Regions from separate parts of the Rattus norvegicus genome. Here region 2 is linked to region 1. Evidence: chromatin contacts called from public Hi-C data. All regions are on one chromosome and are shown on one strand. The core of a region is the stretch at or near the end of the contact, and the rest is flanking DNA. Distances in the headings are between cores, read along the strand shown. Region 1 has its middle 200 kb from the start of Zfp608. Region 2 has its middle 690 kb from the start of Zfp608.

The links. Hi-C and Micro-C count contacts between places; a contact is called where the count stands out from the background.
Region 2: a contact with region 1 is called in a Hi-C map of Schwann cells, with 6 times the contacts expected there. The contact joins two enhancer-like sites.

What each region holds. Positions count from the first base shown.
Region 1 is chr18:50,808,605-50,815,989 of GRCr8, reverse strand. No RefSeq gene overlaps it. Among named protein-coding and RNA genes, the nearest start is that of Zfp608, 200 kb to the right of the region's middle. Within about 2 kb of position 3,074, at least 41 of the 93 cell types and tissues checked have an H3K27ac peak or open chromatin away from gene starts, as enhancers often do. A contact at or near this core is called in Schwann cells, where this site is marked.
Region 2 is chr18:51,290,959-51,298,343 of GRCr8, reverse strand. No RefSeq gene overlaps it. Among named protein-coding and RNA genes, the nearest start is that of Zfp608, 690 kb to the right of the region's middle. Within about 2 kb of position 4,518, at least 30 of the 93 cell types and tissues checked have an H3K27ac peak or open chromatin away from gene starts, as enhancers often do. A contact at or near this core is called in Schwann cells, where this site is marked.

The DNA of each region.
Region 1 (7,385 bases), core at 1,825-4,324:
TTGCCATCTAACTGTCTGATTCTGGACTTTCTAAAGGGCTTAAGGCAGAATCTGGGCTGAGGCACAGAGAGCTGAGTCAGTCTAGTCAGCCTATCCATAAGGGCTCTGCTGACTTCTTGGGTGCAGTGATGCCTCTGCTATATCTTTCGTGCAGGGGAGCAGCTCTGGGTGGTGAGAAAAGAAAAGGAAGGGGGCAAGAAGCCAGAGTAGGTAGTGCAGTCTCTCTGGGCAGGACAGAACCAAGAATATTTCCAACGTCTAACAAAAACAAGAGGAGAGGCAGATCTGCTGCCTTCAACATCCCTGCCCTGAACTGCCTGACCAGATTCCCTCTCCTGTTCTCCATATTAGGTTGGAAATGTTAACAACAAAGAAAAAAAAATACATTATATAACATAACAAACTCTCCAAACTCTACTCTTGCTTATCCACTACACAATAGCACCTTTGCACTTTGAAGTAGTAGTTTAAACATACACATACACATGTGCACATGCACACACACACACACACACAAACACACACACACATACACACACCATCATTTCTCTCTCTGTCTCTCTGTGTCTGTCTTTCTCTCTCTCACACACACAAGCACACACACACACACACACACACACACACACACCACCCTGTCTTTACATACCTCACCCTGTCTTTACACACCCCACCCTGTCTTTATAAATCCTACTCTGTCTCTTTCTCTCTGTGTGTCTCTGCATGTCTCTGTCTCTCTCTCTCTCTCAAACACAAACACACACACACACACACACACACACACACACACACACACGCACACACACACACACACACACCTGCCACAAGGCTTTAGAAAATTTGGTTGAAATCTTCATTCTTAAACTTGAACCTCAAAGTGCTCTCATGCAGAAAAGCTCTGTGTGCCTCAGAGCCCTGAAGACACAAGGAGGCCTGTGCAGCTCCCTGCTTTCCAAGTGACTAATAAAAGGTGTCTTGGCTGTGCTCCATTCCGGCAGGCAAATAGTGTGCCGATTAGTAAGTTACCTTGCCCTAACTCTAGCTGGATGAAAACAAATGACTTTCAGCAAACTCATTTTGTCTCCAACTCTTTGCCAGGAACAGAAAACAGATTCCTTGTGTTCCAGGGCAGAAGAGAAGCAATACCAAGTGGTAGATGGGGTCTGTTTTCTGTTCCTCCCAAGTTCAAAGAGAAGAATTGTTTGCTAGAACAAAATTCTCAAACTTAAAAAAAAAAAGAAAAGGATTCTTATCATTCATTTAGCTTAATAACACAACACGTATATTTGTCAATCAAATTAGAATTACTGTCAGCCCGTAATGCATTTTCGTTTAGCCAATATCAGTCAGTCCTGATTTATTTGCTTAATACAAAATCTAATTGAGTTTCAGGCTGCTTTCCTCTCAGCTGTTAACCGACCAAGTACATCTTTAATTTCCAAGAGCGATGGCGTGCTAGCCATAGAGAGGAAGAACGATCTGCAGCCGGCCCCAGAAGGGTGCCAAAACTCTTCACGCTTTAAACAACAGCCTTTATTATTCTGTAAGTGGATGTGTTGAATTTTCATGCTTTTGTTTCGAGTTCAGTCCTGACAGCAAAGAATAAAGTAGATTTTGCCAGCACCCCTGCTGTGCCCTGGGGGAGAAATTCAATGTGACTCATTTGTCTTAATTGGAGACCCGCCTTCAGCACCAGCTTCTTCTATGAATACATTAGCATAACAGACAAAATCCAAGCCTACTTTTGTAGCAATAGGCCCCCCACCCCTACACACACACACACACACACACACACACACACACATACTTTTTTTTTTAAAGACTAATAAAATCTGCAAGTGAAGTGGGTTTGGTCTCCTGGATTCCTTAGACTTGTGCTTGTAAAATTCATCAAGCTTGTTCTATCTCGGTGCTGTTATTAGAGCCAGTCATGAAGAATGTGATAAATATCGCACATGACAGCAAGCTGAAGGCCTCTCTTTATTCTTCATAATGTGCTAATCCCACAGCCTTGTTCTTTGACTGGTTATGCAGCTTTTTCCGTGGGGAGAGTTGGTTTTACACAGACGTGGCGACTGTGGAGCTGTTCTGAACGAGTGGGGAGGGGGCAGGGGACTTAGTGGCGAAAGAAAAATCCTTACTTAGGTGAATTTATTAACAGTAAAACAAATGTGGTTGTCTCCTTCAAGCCAGGATGTTAAACTCTTGCCAGTTTATGGGAGAAATATTCAATTTGTCTTCAGGTTTTTCATATGACAAAAGGGCTCCGTGTCTGGACAAACAGCCTGGCTGCTTAAATCATTTCCTTGCCCAGATCCCTCTCTATCAGATTGAACTAATGGAATTTAAAGGTGGCTATTTCAAAGGAAATATTTCCTCCCCATGTTCCCTGGGCCAGAGTTAATTCTTTGAGCACATCTGTTCACCTTGTTTGCCTCGGCCAGTGTGTGAAGGAGATGAAAAGCGAGGAAAAAAAGTATCCCCCCCCCCAAGAAAAAAAAAATATATCCTGGAAGTGTATCTGCCTCTCAAAAATTACCTAACAAATCTCTATCTGTCTCTGTCTCTTTCTCTCTCCTTCCGTCCCTTCCCCACTCTCTCTACCTCCCCCAACACCTCCCTCCCTCCCTTTGCCCCCACTTTCCTTGTCTGCAACTAACATTCACCACCTCATTTCCTAGAATGCTTCCAGGAATTTCAAATAAGATAGGGTATTGGGTCTGTGGGTCTGTGCGCTTTTGTTCTTGCTGTAAAGCACTTGTTTTGTTTTGCATTATTCTGTATGCCCACTTAAAAATTAAATACAGTTTGAGTCAAGTCCTCCCGGGTAAAGAGAAGGCAAAATCATTTTTGGAATAATAATGAGGAGATACAGAAATTCTTATGACCCAGAGAGAATCAATTCTTCCTTCTATGTAAATCCCAACAGGAGTTTTGCCACATTTAAAAGCTGAGATGGCTTCCTAAGAAGCTTCCAGGGAAAACAGAGACTGAGGCTGGCACCTCCCACCCCTGGCATTCTCCTCAACCCAATAAACAATTGACAGGCTGTGCTGAGGCAGTGTGTGTCAGGAACTGGGAAAGAAAGGTTTGCTTTCTTGTGTAAATGAATATAAAAGGAATCACTTGGCTTGATCGGTCCTGTAAGAGGCCGTCAGCTGGCCACTTTATTGCTTGTACCGTTTACATTACAAGAGTCACAAGCAGGTTAAGGGGTTTATCTGATAATTCTCCTTGCTTTCTAAACAAACATTCTAGCCACAGGGAAAGTTTTTTTAATCACCCAACTCCTCCAGTAACTCACACCCTGTCCTGTCTGGGCCAGGAGGAGAAGAGTCATTTTCTGGGAATCCATTTTCTCACTCCCGTCATCTCAAACTCCTTGTTGTATGATGGTAGGCTTCTAGCAGTGTCCAGATATTATAAGGAATGAGAAATGAGAGGCGAGAAGACAGAAGTGAGGGCTGGGGCGAAAGGTTTTCCTGGGAGGTTGTTGCTGGGATCATTATATATAATTTACAATTGAAGAGGTTTCTTAACATTGGGAGTGATACCCGTTCATTATATCAAGGTGAGGAAGTTCCAATACCAATAAAAATAAATACATAAAAGCCACTGCTGTGAGAACCCTATGGCAGAAACACAGACAAACGTGTGTCTTTCCACAGTGTCAGAATTTCACTGAACAACAATACATTCACTAGGATTAGCAGTGTCAGTGCTCTGTAGCCTCGCTGAGGTGAATCGAGACTCTTTATTCCAATCTTAGTTACTAGTATTGTCTTTTACTTCCCACACTATGGAGTAAATACACACACACACACACACACACACACACACACACACACACATCTATTTGTGTGTGCATGAGGTAGTGGATGGATGCTTGCCAAAGAACGACAGCAGAATTCATACTTTTCCAAGTGGGCTGAGAAAGTATGTATTGATAGGGGGACAAACCAGACCAGTCTCCAGTGGGGACTGGGCCTGGAACTGTTGGAATCTGGTCTGTGAGAGAAGGTACAGGATTCATCAGAAGGGTTGAAGGCTGAATGTGATCAAGAAAACAATCAGGAGCTTGAGACAGTAAATCTGTTCCAGGTGCAAATGGACAGGCAGGAAGTGCCCGGTAGACTGTGTCAACATCTGGAGGGTACAGAAGTCAGGGAGTCCTTGTTTGGAGACTCCAGGTATGAGATGTTCAGTCATGATTTTCATGTTGGATATCCACCACTTTATTGATCAGGTAAATGAGTTACCCTTGTTCCTTGGTCTAGTGTGCCTAGTAAATTCTTGGGGCTGGACTATATGCCCACATGTTCCCACAGTTTCAATTCTATTCCATAGATTTATAGGGTGGCTCACTGTGTATTTCAGGAATAAATCATCTCTCAGTCCGTGCTGGAGGATGCTGGACAGATGGTATAGTTTTTGCCTCCACCCATGAGCTACCGACTCAAAAGCTACCTCGTGAAGTGGGGTTTCCTAGTACAGTGCACGACCTAAAAGACATCCATCCATACAATATGTAGTAACTTAGGGTAGGGCATAGCCTGATCTCAACAGCCATGCATGGATGTTTCTTTATAGTGCTCTGGTTTCTGAGAAATACCCAGAATTTGTCACAGACACAAACAAATTTATATTTTAAAAAGCATCAATGGCGTGTGGCTCTGTGGGATAGCACTTGCCTGGTAAGTAGCAAGACTCTAGGTTCCATCACCTAGCGCTGCGAAAATAAACTCCTGATGCATGTAATAATGCAAAGACTCTCTGCTTGACTAGGTCGGGCTCCTGCATGCTTTGTTTTTAATTAAACCCTGTCCTTCAAAACGGCAACCAACAGATTGGGAAAAGATCTTTACCAATCCTACAACAGATAGAGGCCTTATATCCAAAATATACAAAGAACTCAAGAAGTTAGACCGCAGGGAAACAAATAACCCTATTAAAAAATGGGGTTCAGAGCTAAACAAAGAATTCACAGCTGAGGAATGCCGAATGGCTGAGAAACACCTAAAGAAATGTTCAACATCTTTAGTCATAAGGGAAATGCAAATCAAAAACAACCCTGAGATTTCACCTCACACCAGTGAGAATGGCTAAGATCAAAAACTCAGGGGACAACAGATGCTGGCGAGGATGTCGAGAAAGAGGAACACTCCTCCATTGTTGCTGGGATTGCAGACTGGTACAACCATTCTGGAAATCAGTCTGGAGGTTCCTCAGAAAATTGGACATTGAACTGCCTGAGGATCCAGCTATACCTCTCTTGGGCATATACCCACAAGATGCCCCAACATATAAAAAAGACACGTGCTCCACTATGTTCATTGCAGCCTTATTTATAATAGCCAGAAGCTGGAAAGAACCCAGATGCCCTTCAACAGAGGAATGGATACAGAAAATGTGGTACATCTACACAACGGAATGTTACTCAGCTATCAAAAACAATGACTTTATGAAATTCGTAGGCAAATGGTTGGAACTGGAAAATATCATCCTAAGTGAGGTAACCCAATCACAGAAAAACACACATGGTATGCATTCATTGATAAGGTGATATTAGCCCAAAAGCTTGAATTACCCTAGATGCCTAGAACAAATGAAACTCAAGACGGATGATCAAAATGTGAATGCTTCACTCCTCCTTTAAAAGGGGAATAAGAATACCCGTGGCACACTAAAATCAGGGACTAGACAAGGCTGCCCACTCTCTCCCTACTTATTCAATATAGTTCTTGAAGTTCTAGCCAGAGCAATCAGACAACAAAAGGAGATCAAGGGGATACAGATCGGAAAAGAAGAGGTCAAAATATCACTATTTGCAGACGACATGATAGTATATTTAAGTGATCCCAAAAGTTCCACCAGAGAACTACTAAAGCTGATAAACAACTTCAGCAAAGTGGCTGGGTATAAAATTAACTCAAATAAATCAGTTGCCTTCCTCTATACAAAAGAGAAACAAGCCGAGAAAGAAATTAGGGAAACGACACCCTTCATAATAGACCCAAATAATATAAAGTACCTCGGTGTGACTTTAACCAAGCAAGTAAAAGATCTGTACAATAAGAACTTCAAGACACTGAGGAAAGAAATTGAAGAAGACCTCAGAAGATGGAAAGATCTCCCATGCTCATGGATTGGCAGGATTAATATAGTAAAAATGGCCATTTTACCAAAAGCAATCTACAGATTCAATGCAATCCCCATCAAAATACCAATCCAATTCTTCAAAGAGTTAGACAGAACAATTTGCAAATTCATCTGGAATAACAAAAAACCCAGGATAGCTAAAGCTATCCTTAACAATAAGAGGACTTCAGGGGGAATCACTATCCCTGAACTCAAGCAGTATTACAGAGCAATAGTGATAAAAACTGCATGGTATTGGTACAGAGACAGACAGATAGACCAATGGAATAGAATTGAAGACCCAGAAATGAACCCACACACCTATGGTCACTTGATTTTTGACAAAGGAGCCAAAACCATCCAATGGAAAAAAGATAGCATTTTCAGCAAATGGTGCTGGTTCAACTGGAGGGCAACATGTAGAAGAATGCAGATCGATCCATGCTTATCACCCTGTACAAAGCTTAAGTCCAAGTGGATCAAGGACCTCCACATCAAACCAGACACACTCAAACTAATAGAAGAAAAACTAGGGAAGCATCTGGAACACATGGGCACTGGAAAAAATTTCCTGAACAAAACAGCAATGGCTTATGCTCTAAGATCAAGAATCGACAAATGGGATCTCATAAAACTGCAAAGCTTCTGTAAGGCAAAGGACACTGTGGTTAGGACAAAACGGCAACCAACAGATTGGGAAAAGATCTTTACCAATCCTACAACAGATAGAGGCCTTATATCCAAAATATACAAAGAACTCAAGAAGTTAGACCGCAGGGAAACAAATAACCCTATTAAAAAATGGGGTTCAGAGCTGAACAAAGAATTCACAGCTGAGGAATGCCGAATGGCTGAGAAACACCTAAAGAAATGTTCAACATCTTTAGTCATAAGGGAAATGCAAATCAAAACAACCCTGAGATTTCACCTCACACCAGTGAGAATGGCTAAGATCAAAAACTCAGGTGACAGCAGATGCTGGCGAGGATGTGGAGAAAGAGGAACACTCCTCCATTGTTGGTGGGATTGCAGACTGGTACAACCATTCTGGAAATCAGTCTGGAGGTTCCTCAGAAAATTGGACATTGAACTGCCTGAGGATCCAGCCATACCTCTCTTGGGCATATACCCAAAAGATGCCTCAACATATAAAAGAGACACGTGCTCCACTATGTTCATCGCAGCCTTATTTATAATAGCCAGAAACTGGAAAGAACCCAGATGCCCTTCAACAGAGGAATGGATACAGA
Region 2 (7,385 bases), core at 3,269-5,768, 480 kb before region 1:
GTCATCCACCTGATCTGAGTGCCGGAAGCCAAACTCAGGACTTCTGCAAGAGCACTGTGCACTCTTAAGTCTTAAGCCATCTTCCCAGCTGCTCACACTTGCCATTCTCTGTACCAACACTTCCAGACGATTATACCATGAGCCCACACACTTCTGAACAAAGATGGGAGGCAGTAGTAAGCATGAACTATTCCAGCACGACTGAGAGTTTTAATGACAAACCTGGAAAGCCACTGGAATGCTGGCTCGGCAACTTTTGATCAGCTCATCATTTATTTTCTTCACCCTGCTGCCCACTGTACTCTCGAATACACATGCTTCTTAATACTCTCATTTCTTGCTCTCAACGGACAAATTTTTCACAGTCTCTTTGCTATTGTTTACATGTGAAAAATCCATGCCCCCACCCACATGTCCATATGTCTGGATACTTGGTTCCCAGCAGGTGACACTGCCTTGGGCAGTTATAGGACCTTTAAGAGGTGAGGCTTGATTAGCAGAAGTTGGTGGTGGTGAGAGTTTCAACTTAGCCTTGAGTTCAGCCCACTTTATAACCCCTAAGCCAATGGATGGAACTACGTCCCTGTCTCCCTCCTGTTGAGTGGGTCACACTGCCACTATGCCTTCCTGGGCACAATGGCTTATACATGGTCAAATCTTAAGCTTAAACAAATCCTTCCTGACTTGACTTGTTACTAATAAGAAAAATAACTAACTCTGATCATTGGTATCAGGAGTAACGTCTGACCCGGCAGTCACTTTTTCTTCTGTCCTCCAGCAGAAGGGACTGTTTGTCTTTAGTGGGTACCATTAACAATCGTGACTATACTGTCAGCATCTGCTCCAGTCACAGATTTAACTGGATTCACATTCTGTTCCTTGACTCAGGGCAGTGTTTTCGTATCCTTCTGCTCAGTTACTATGAACTTTGGTTGACATCGTAACAACAGTAATGCCGTAGCCTGAGCCAAACCTCCACTGTGTACAATTTCCTCCACGAAATGGATCTGGTCTGTTGCTTTTCTGTTTATCCTCACGGAAAACTTCAGGACACCGGCAGAAAGTAGCCAGGTCCTTGGCCGGAATGCAATGCAAATGGTTTTCCTATTTTCTGCAATTTTCAAAGCTGTCCCTGCCCCTCTCTGAAACCTCACCAGCATACCCTTCACTGTCTACCTTTTTGACCTATGGTTTCTTTAAAACTTCCATTGCTTACAGCCTTCAAGGCCTTCAGTAAACTGCAGCTCCGAATGCTTCTACGTTTCTTCAGCACACAAGTCCCTAAGCCTCAGAGCCACATGGTCAGCTCCATTACCCTACTTCCTGGCATCAGATTTTTATAGTAGTCGATTTTCTTGTTAGTCTGATAAAACACACTAGAGATGGAATTCTAAAAGAGGGATGACTTTTTGGCCCATGGTTTGAGAAAGTACCATCCGTCATGGCAATGAAGGCATGTCTAGCTCACCATGGCTCACAGTTCTGGCAGTGGGAACATGAAGCTATTGTTTATGTTTGGATGATCAGGGAGAACTTGGCCAGAACTGTGGCTGGGCATCAACCTATAAGACCTGCCTCCCAGAAGCCTACTTTTTCTTGGTTCTACCTCTTTTTTTTTTTAAGATTTATTCATTTATTATATATAAGTACACTGTAGCTGTCTTCAGATACACCAGAAGAGGGCATCAGATCTCTTTACAGATGGTTGTGAGCCACCATGTGGTTGCTGGGAATTGAACTCAGGACCTCTGGAAGAGCAGTCGGGGCTCTTAACCACTGAGCCATCTCTCCAGCCCCCTGGTTCTACCTCTTGATGGTTCTCCAATATCTTCAAACAGCGACAACACTTAGGAATCAAGTTAAAGACACAAGCCTATGGGGAACATTCCACATTCGAACTATAATACCACTTACTACATTTACTTGTTATGAGTTATTCTATCTATCTATCTATCTATCTATCTATCTATCTATCTATCTATCTATCTATCATCTATCTATCATCTATCTATCTATCTATCTATCTATCTATCTATCTATCATCTAACTATCTATCATCTATCTATCTAGTGGGTGTTTGTGTGTGTGTGTGTGTGTGTGTGTGTGTGTGTGTGTGCCTGTGTGTGTTTGTGTGTATTTATGGATGTGTGTGAGGGAGTATGTGTGTTTGTTAGAGGAAATTTTTCTGGAGCTGTTTATTTCCTTCCATTCTGTGGGTTTCAGACACTGAACTCTAAGTTTTTAGGCTTTGCAGAAAGGTCTTTATCTTTTGCACCATCTTCCAGACCAATAGGATTGGTCAATTGACAGAAATTTTTTGTTGTTGTTCTTGCTGTTGTTCCTTGTTTATTTTTAATATCTAGACAGGGTCTTGCTGAGTAGCCTTGACTGTCCTAGAACTTCTGTAGACCTGGTCAGCCTCAAATTCAGAGATTCATTTGTCTCTGTCTCCTAAGTACTGGTATTAAAGGTGTATGCCACCCCCAGCCAGCTAATTGGCATGATTCTTAACTGCTAGTGAAATGGGAAAACTTAATATTATTTACTGATAACTGGAACTTACAGAGTACATTGTCCATGCACTCTCATTTGTTCAAAGTTTTCTACCAGACACTAAAAAGCTGCAAAGAGTTTTGTACACAAAACACAGAATCAGAAGAAGAGCCTGGCGTCCAAATGCCCAGAGTCTTTTTGGGTTCCTTTATGTAAACTCCATGGGAAGTGGTCATCTATAGTACTTAAACAAAATTAGAAGAAAAGTTTTGATATGAAAGGTAGGAATATATAGCAAGGGGAAGGTCAAACATTTAGAAAAGTGGACATTACGTTAAAAAAAGATGAATGTCAACCACACTGGACAGATTTAAGGGAAACTCTTACAGCGCATGTATGAGCCGGGGAAACACACTTCACTGATGCTTTAGCTCACAGACTGCTTTTCTTTTGGACTAGAATGGATTCAAAAATCTTCCCTTTACATATTGCAATCCCATTACCTTTTAATATCCCAATCAAGTCTTTCATAGCTCAATGACTTGCATCATGGATAAGTAGAAAAGACGCACGAGAAATACACAAGAGAGATGTGGGGCTCCTCATTTCAGGTGGGTCAAATCCATGTCCTCCTTTTCGGATGTACTCAGGAGAGTTGAAACTTAACGCAGAGAGCACAACGCGGATGCTTCACTTTTGCATCTTGCTCTATTTTGCCTGCCATTATGTACAACTGTGAAACCTGTCTTACAGCCTTGCTGGGAGGATTATCATGTTCTTGTTGACTCCTAACCTCTATGGTCACCCTAAGCTCAACATTGTGAACATCTATACCCTCCCCTTCTACTTTAGGTCAGTTTCTTGACCTTCGCACGGCCATGCTGCTCTGTTCCTCCTTAAAAATTGTGTCTCCACCAAGTGACTCAAGACACTTACATACATCCCCAAACCCTTACAATTTCATCTTGAATGGTTTGCCCACTTCACTGTCTCCTTTGCATTTACTCTGTCTAGCTTCACTCACTCTCTTGTAGATAGGTCTTGCTGCCTCTGCTATCTCAGTCCAGAGACTATCCATCGACATCATGTTTCTTGGCTCACAGGTTAACTTCAGTGTAGCAGAAACAAACTTTCTATGAAAGAGGTAAGAGTTTTCTTAGCTAAGTCCATGAGTTCCCTTTTCTTGTTTCTGATTCTCTCCCTCCCAGTTTCAGGAGTTAAACCCACAGTCCTGTACAAGCCTCCTTCTATATTCATTCTCTGTGTTATTGCTCCATGATTTTGCCCACACCATTCATTCTTTGCATTTTTTGATTTCATTTTTTGGTCAAATGTCAAGCTATTAATTGTCTCACAAAACCAAAGTCATGCATTACATCCTCTGGAAACAGCTACCCATTCATTCTCTTAGTCAGTCCTGAGAAAAGCCCCTCTGTTTCTGAGACTCACTAATTTCATTGGGATGTTCACTATACATTTTGTGGTCAACGTATACACATTTTTTCCATAATAGCTTTCTGAGTTCTTATTGCCTTTTAAACATGTATCTCTATAACCCAGCACATAATACTTGGCATGTAGTGGGTCCCCAGTAAAAGCGAAATAACCAAAGACAGAGTAAAGTTAGGACCAAATGATGGTGGTCCACCAAAGAATCAAACCACTGTGAAAGACATTTCGTTGTTGAGTAAGGAAAAATTTTCAACCCTCTCACCCCAGGGCAAGCATTACATACCACCGTGTAAAAAATTCTCTCAAAGGTTGCTTCTCATTAGCCAGTGAAATCAGAGACACAGACCATCTTTCCAGCACAGACATCTAATTTTATTTAGAGTTATTATGTACTTTTTTTACCCACAGACAGAAACAGGGTTTTCTCGAAAGGTTGCTAGTGTAGGCTTCAGTGACATTCGGCTCATTGTACTTTGAACAAGCAATGATTCATCTCCCTAGATCTCAACTCTGGGCCTGTTGTAGAGCTAGAGACTGTTCTGAAGTTCCTTTCATGTCCAGCAAGGCTGGCTGAGAACGGACATGAAAGCTGTCTAAACACTCTAATCTATTCCCAAACCTCAGAAATGCAGGCTTCACACTCTCTCTGTTCCTGCTTATGAATCATCAGGCTGACAAGTCAGATTCATAACATTAAACCCCAGCCGATGGGAGTCAGTTTTTCCTGCATCCACTTGTGGAAGGCACGGGGTTCCCTTGCAGATCTGAACTGCTTCTACTAATGTGGATGTAAAGTTAGAAAAGGCTGAAAGATAGCCAGTGTTTATTTCCTTTTCCCTGGGAAGAACACAATTCATTTTTTACCATTGAGAAGTTCTCATCCTGCTTCCTTTAAAGCTGCTTGTTGCGTCATTGTTAAAAAGTCCATTAATATCCCATTATTGAGCTGTTGCTACCCTGGCCTTTATTATAATGAATAATAACTCTCTGTAGCTACAAGGCACTTTCCTTCGTGGATCATCCTGCTTAGCCTAATAAAAGAAATTAATCAAGCTACACCTTTAAGGAAAGCATTAAGCTACTCCATTGCAAACGCAAATTGTCTTTGTTTGCTCCGATTGCAATTGTGTCTAGCTTTCTGAGGAGGCGTGTTAAAAATACCAGGGGAAATTTCAAAGAGGCCGTTACTTAAACAGATTGACATGTCTTTTCTCAAACATCTTTAAAGTGTTTTTGAGATACTGATACAAAGACAGATACACGCTCCTGGAGCACAACAAAGAGATTGGTGTGTGCCTTGTATACGCATGTAAGGGTACCCGTGTCTTGGTGCAGTGCACATTTTCAAACACTACAATAGGACTGGATGGTGATGCTCCACTGGCTCAGCTGAGGTGACCCATGGAAGCCATGGTCTGGAAATATTTCCCGATACCTTACATGGGGTCCTTTCTTCTATGCCCTGTCTTCTCCCTACCATGACTCAATGCATGAAGGAACATAATTACTGCCTTAAATGTATATGTAAAGAATTTCCTAATATCTAATGATATTAGACTCTTTGTAGTATCTGAATTTGCCTTCTGTCCCACCTGCCTGTTTTTCCTACTGATATGTTGTTGGTAGGCTAAGTGCCAGAGTCCATGTGACTCATGAGAATTAAGTCTTGTGAGAGTTCTTCTACAGTAGATGTTCTCCATGAGTAAGCTGCTACACACACACACACACACACACACACACACACACACACGGATGAAGGCACTTGCTGCTAAGCCTGAGACCTGAGTTTGAGCCCCAGAACCCAGATGATGGAAGGAAAGAACTATCTCACAAGTTGTCCTCTGATTTCTACAGGCACTGTGGTGTATGCATGGCTAGGTACATCATACATGGTGGGGAAAAAACTCTAGAGACTAGTTTTCCAGAGGTTAATCCTAATCATTCAGAGATACATGCCTGACTTGTCACAGCAATGTATTTTTATAAAACAGTGTGTAAATATAGACTTAATTTTATTGAAAATGTAATTCCCAATTATGAAAAGGTGGACATGACTAAGACCCACATTTATAGCAGACATTTCTAATTCCCTTATGCAATCCAAACACTCTTCAGTCAAACTAAGTAATTGTTACTCTCCATGGTATAGATACAAAGATGTCAATATTCTAATCTCCAAGTCTTCTAGACATCTAGAATATAAATAAGATGACAAATTCATGTCGTCTAAACTACCACATTATGGTAATTTAAGATACAGCAAAAGAAGACCAGTAACTTCGTTAACAATGACTTAGTTTGAGGTTACTCTTGTACATGCTGGCAACAGTCAGCCTGTCTGGACTTTATACTGGGTCAGCAGGTGTTATTAGTTAGGTGACTAACTAATCACATTTCCATCTTATTTCTGTGACTTACTTTCCTATTCCCTAAAATAGGAGCACCTATAGACTATCACATCATCCAAACACTGAGTTTCTCAGTACACCAAGACAATATAGCACCTATTAGTGCATGAAAAAGGGAGAATTTGCTGCAAGTAGTAATTAGTAATGAGGATTAAGTGGGAACTTTCCTGGCCCCTTGTCTTTGCATGAAGCTTATAGGTGCTAAGTTCATGTATTTCTAGATTTCACATTAATTCTGCTTCTCTGTGGCACGAATCCTGATTTATTTCTGCTCAACTCTTCAGCTCATCTCACAGGAGTTATTTGGCTTCTAGCTCTAACTGATAAACTCAAGTCAGGTCACCTTGGGAGTATCTATTTTGTGTTTGTATTCATTGCATCGGAATCTCTTGACTTTGTCTCCCTGGTTTCCTTAGGAGTGTTTCTCTGGCATCCAAAAGAAAGCACTCACTGACTACAACTAGATCATGAAAAGCACTTAGAATGTTGGCCTTGACACCAAGCAGAGGGTCCGTTTCATTTCCATCCTCAGCCAGTATAAACTCTATGAGGAAACCCTTTCTGCATTGCTGCCCAAAGAGTCCCAGACACCTTGATGAATGCCTGTTGTAACATGTGTTTGTTGTTGTTGTTGTTGTTGTGTGTGTGTGTGTGTGTGTGTGTGTGTGTGTGTGTGTGTGTTTGTGTGCGCGTGCCATTTACTTGGATGGTGGGCTAGGCCACTACCGCACAGTTTGAGAATTGTCATTTTCAGGATAAGTATTTAGTGTTGAGAATTTTGCCTTGCCTGAACATTTACCCATTAAACATGTAAAACTTACATCCCAGATATGATGATTTTGTTTTTCAGTCAGAAAAATTGTAATGTCGTGGACTTTATTTGAACACATCTGCTGCTTATTCCTTTCTAAATACCTTGCTCTTCAGTCCTCTGGATTCATTCTCAAACGTTCAATGCTGTTAGCCTAAGAAACTTTGGAGATGTGACAGCTGGGAATACACAGAGGGAGACAAGCACCACCCTGCGCTAGT